2 separate regions of the Triticum aestivum genome follow, and region 2 is linked to region 1. Evidence: chromatin contacts called from public Hi-C data. All regions are on one chromosome and are shown on one strand. The core of a region is the stretch at or near the end of the contact, and the rest is flanking DNA. Distances in the headings are between cores, read along the strand shown. Region 1 has its middle 73 kb from the start of LOC123107695. Region 2 holds the start of LOC123107714 (4'-phosphopantetheinyl transferase HetI).

The links. Hi-C and Micro-C count contacts between places; a contact is called where the count stands out from the background.
Region 2: a Hi-C map of leaf shows a contact between it and region 1, with 5 times the contacts expected there. The contact joins the promoter of LOC123107714 here to the enhancer-like site in region 1. A contact is called at or near these places in 2 of 5 Hi-C or Micro-C datasets (both in leaf).

Annotation. Positions count from the first base shown.
Region 1 is chr1B:68,585,010-68,587,562 of IWGSC CS RefSeq v2.1, forward strand. No RefSeq gene overlaps it. Among protein-coding and RNA genes, the nearest start is that of LOC123107695, 73 kb to the right of the region's middle. Within about 2 kb of position 1,287, at least 3 of the 8 cell types and tissues checked have an H3K27ac peak or open chromatin away from gene starts, as enhancers often do. A contact at or near this core is called in leaf, where this site is marked.
Region 2 is chr1B:68,970,430-68,972,982 of IWGSC CS RefSeq v2.1, forward strand. LOC123107714 (4'-phosphopantetheinyl transferase HetI) reads left to right here and starts at 1,289. Exons shown (of 9, transcript XM_044529659.1): 1 at 1,289-1,476; 2 at 1,592-1,903. The coding sequence starts at 1,701.

The sequences.
Region 1 (2,553 bases), core at 37-2,536:
ACACATGCTTGATCCGACGTTGGTCAAATTAAACACGCATGTTGCTTGTTTCATCTCAAATCATGTTGACTGAAAAATCTTCTTCATAGAGAGTACATGAAAGACATTCGTCAGCCAAGACTCTCAATGATCTATCTCTTTTCTTTTCTTGGATATTAATATCCAAGAATTACTTTCTTTTGAAGCCATTCTTTAGAGAGAACATACTCCCTCACATTATGACCTTTCTTGGTCATCTTTTGGGTCACAAGTACCCAGACATTTGCTTTCACGAATGAAGGCATGGAAAACTTTTAGTCTGAGAAAAACTTAGCCAATAATCAACAATAATGAGCATAAAAATAACCCCATGTTGATCTAGTTAAAAAAATACGCACATTAAACTTTTAAAACTTTCTTTTATATTCTAAATCACCGTTGGGCAGAATTAGAACAAAACATCATCCTTCTACATTAATTCCATATCACCGTTGGGCAGAAATGGAAATAACACATATAACTTATAAATAATGTGATGATAAAATTTCTATTAAGTAACTTTGCTAAGAAAATAATCATCATTATGAACTTTATTGCAGCGGAAAACTAGCAATATACATTTCTCAATCTTTATCAAATTCTCTAAAAATTGGTCACTTTGATACAAACTTTATCACAGATTTGAACTTTTAACTATAAGACTCATTGAATTATAATATTGTCATCTTCAACGTTGGTCAGAAAATAATAATACCATACTTAAACTTTAATCAAATATCTTTCTATTGTCATAGCAGAAGCTATCTGAATCTGATTTCACCCACAAGTGAAAAAACTTCTCTCGAAAACTATTCTTCCAATTAAATCTTCCCGTTGGTTCCAATTTAATTGGAGGATTAGACTTTTACTTTGCATCAGAAACTTTACAATATTCTATTCAAAAGAGATTCCTTTTTTTAAAGAGCATTTTTATTTATTTTGCAGCGAAAAACATGAATAATAAATTCATGAACTTTTTTCTATTCAGAAACGTTACTTTTACTTTTCTATTTCTAAACAAAAAAAATTCTTTGAATATTTCTTTTTTGAATAGAAAAAACCGTATGAAATTTTGTCCAAAAAGCCGGACAAAAGACAGATAAAAAAATTAAAATGAAAATGCCATCCGGGCCTGCCACCGCACAGTGCGCGCAGCAGCTGCAGCCGACCCAAAAGGCCCGCAGCGCGCGCGCCCTGCTCTGGCCTGGGCCGCCTCCTGTACTAGCCGAAAAGAGGCCCGGCGCGAGTGCAAGCAGGGCGGCCTGGCGCGCCCTTGTCTTTCGGCCCAGTGGCCCGGTGTGGAGCTAGGTATTCGCCCTTGGCCGTCGATCTCCATCGAAGGGTCCTCCGTTCTTATCGTTCGATCAAAACTGGAGAGAGACCCGAACCCTAGCCTCCATTCGACTCGTTCCTCTTCCCTTCTTCGATCTCTCAGGCAGACAGCGGAACCCCGGTCGCCTGCCCCGGTCGCCGGCGACGGCGCCAAGCGGCCACCGCACCGCGTCCGGCCGCCGACACTTCCTCCTTCCCCGTTCCTTTCCTCATCCGCACCGCTCGCTCTTCTCTCTCCTACGGCTGGTGCTCGAGACCACCGCGAGTTTTCACTAGCCGCCGGTGACGGCAACGATAGCAACCGCGCCGCGCGCGCCACCCTTTCCTCCCCCCTTTTCCTCATGTCTTCTCCTTTCTGTCTCCACACACCAGCGCCTCCTCTTTTTCGATCTGGACGACTACTGCGGTGGAGCTTCCGACGGCGGCGCCGTGGCCTTCCCCCCCGCCGGCTGCACGTCCACCTCGCGGTGAGCGCCCCGCCGTCGAGCGGTTTGGCTGCGGTGCCCCCCTTCTCCTTTTCGTTCTTTTCTTTCTGTTTCTCTCTTCCACCACTACCCAGCAGTGAGAGAGATAGAGAAGAGCTCGACGGTGGCGCCGTTGCCATTCCCTTTGCCGGCTGCGCGTTCCCCCCTGTGGTGAGCGCGCTGCCGTCGAACGGATCGGCCGCGTTGCACTTTGCCCCTTTCAGGGGTTGGTTCTTCGTCCGGACGGCTCGGCTTGCCGATGCCCGTCCGGATCAAGAGGAACGGTGCGGCCATGATGGCGGCGCTTCTTTGCCGGCGAGCCAAAGGCCCTTCTCCGGTGAAAACTTTGCCCTGTGAGGTTCGGGATCTTGGGGAGGGGATTTCTTTTGCTTTGGAATTTGTTTCTACCCGAAGAACCGACGCCTCTCCTTGCATCTGATACCAATGTTATGTTCTGTAGATCGTGTAGGTTAGGAATACATGATAGATCAATCTGTATATACACTGTCTATGCATCATCTGTGAGGAGAGGATCACAGATAGATGAGTGGAGAAAGAGTGGCTACCTTCTCCTGCAGTGGAGGAGCTCCTGGTGCCGGCCATGGTGAGGTGGCCGGTGATGCCAGAGAGTGGTGAGTGCGTGAGTGGCGGCGGTGGAGCTTCCCATCGCTTCAGTGCCTCCCTCTGGATCGAATAGGATTAGGAGTGAGGAGCGGTGGCAGCGACGAACCTCGTACTC
Region 2 (2,553 bases), core at 39-2,538, 390 kb after region 1:
TGCAACCCGCATATTGCGGAAAAACCAATACTGACTGTAGGATTTATCAGTATGAACCCTAGCAATTGCCATCCAACGAGTCGCCTCCTCCGGGAGCTCGTCCTCTTCTACGATCACATCCTGCAGATCATCCTCCTGGAGTCCCAGCTCTGCCATCATCGCCTCGAGTTCGGAGGAGCCCGAACTTTCCGCTTCATCCGCCATCGATCAGATCTCTTGCCCGTGGTCACGTTCCGCGGGCGGTAGGATCCCTAGCTGTCCCGATCTCACCCTCGACCTTAGCCCGGGGCCTCGGTGTTCCGGTGATAGGGGAAACCGGCAGGGGAGAGAAGATCTCTACGGCGGAACCTGAGTCGCCGCCGAGAGGAGAGGGAACCCTAACGAGAGGGGAAACCGGTCTTCAGGTGATACGAATACTATTCTCGCTGTAAGCGAACTATAGCATTTGCGGGCCGGCCCATATATGATATATCTCTGTCGTTCTGGCAACATGCGATGTGATTTTTTGTTCGTTTTAGATTCAATATGCAGTTATTTTTTTCTATGTCTGGTCGTTTTTTCTTAATTTTTTTATAGAAAAGATCATAAGTTTTAAAAAATTGTTCATTATACAAGAAATGTCGCAAATTTGAAAAAAAATGTTTGTCAACTTTAAAATATTCAAAACTTCAAAAAATGTGAAAATTCAAAATATATTCATGGATTTGTTTCCGGACTAAAAAAATGTTTGTAAATTAGCACAATGTTGGCGAGACTCAGAGAGTGTTTCTAATTTTTTAACTTGCTGTAAATTTTAAATTGATCATGAATTAAATCTTATTCAAAAGTTTTTGAAAAACTTCGAAATTAAAAAGAAATGTTCATGGATTCAATAGGTATTCAATTTTTTTTCAAGTGTCCTAATTTTTAAAAATACAATGCTTTATTAAATTTATTGAAATTTGTAAAAAAAAGGATGGCAAGGAATGGTAAAAAATATAAAAACCCGAAAGAAAATCTTAGTAAGAAAAAGAAACCGTTCAAAAGTAATGCAAAGAAAGCATGAATCTTCCCAAGATGTTAATCTTGTATTTAAAAAATGTTAGTCAAGCATTTGAAAATATTAAAATGTGTTTACAAAAAAGTTGACCGTGTATTAAGAAAATGTTAACCTATAAGCAAGGCATAGCATGCGCGTGGGCTAGATATAGTCCTGGTGGGCGGCGCGTTACACGTTTAATAGGATCCACCACCTGGATGGAATAAAACGGTCTTTTTTGGTTAACTGGGCCAACCTGGGCTTTCTGGTGCGACGCCTACCCCGAGCCCACCCTCTCCGGTCTATCTCCTCTCCTCTCGATCTAACCGCCGGCGGCGGCGGCGGATTTTACACTCCTCCTCGACTCCTCCCTTACCCGCCCGCCGCCGGCGCCCGCAACCTCTCCCGGACGTGCCCCTGCTGAGGATCTGCACCGCCGGCGAGCTCCTGGCGCCGCGGTAAGTAAGGCCCATCTAATCCAGCGTCGCATTGCACGATTTGCGAGGCCGGAGAGGTTGTTGGCGGGATGTGAGACCCTCTAAATTACCGCCATTTCTTGTTGCTCCGCCGCAGGCTCGGCTCGTTGGATTCGAGAGTGAGCAGACCGGCCGGCCGCCCCTCGCTGCCACCAACAGCCCGCGCTATAAGCCAAGCCTGGCGGGCAGCACGAAGCCGCACGCGCATGCGCCACCACCACCACCTCCTCCGTTGCCGCGCGATGCCTCTCCTGCCGTCGCCGCCGAGGACGCTGCGGGTTTCGGGAAGCCTTGTGCACCACCGCCTCGTCCGATGCCGTGGGTTGCCTATCCCTCCGAGGACGCCGGGGGTCTCGGGCGGGCGCCTGTTCGCCTCCCTCCCGCTCCCGCCGCCTCTCCGGTCCCCAAGGTACCCCCTTCCATCCTTTTGTGCCTTGCAAGATGTGATTCCTTGGAACCTGCTAGGACACATGGTAGATCTGCCTCAGGCGGCAGGCAGTAGAGGTCATGCTGCCAGCGTATGACGTTTTCAACCAGTTGGTTAGAGGTTTTGTCGGCGGTGAGGGGAATTGGGGATGTGAGGAGAGCAGCAAGGGGATGAGATTGAAGAGCAGGATATGTGAACTGGGGAGCATTTTCATTCAGCATACTGATCTGTTCGATTACATGGCATTAAACTAGATCTGGGCACCACAGCTGGCAGGTGGGCCCTACGACACTTGCCACCCTTTCTATCATGGATCAACCCGCGTCGGGCAACCTCACGGTGGCGGCCACATGCGACGGGGGCATGATACTATGCTCCACGTCTCGTGTCTGTCTCTCCTTAATATGGAAAGTACTTCATATTAGACAATGCCGGAGATTGCCAAGATTACTGGCTTCTACCTGCTATTACCAAATCTTGTTTGGTTCATTAAAAATGTGAAATAGGCACACTTCTTATGTTCATGAAAATAACGCAGTGCATGAGAATCAAACACATCAGAAATCACCAACTATTAGAGGATGAGACAACAGTTTGCTTTCTGTGTTTTGAGGGAACGAAGATTGTTTGCT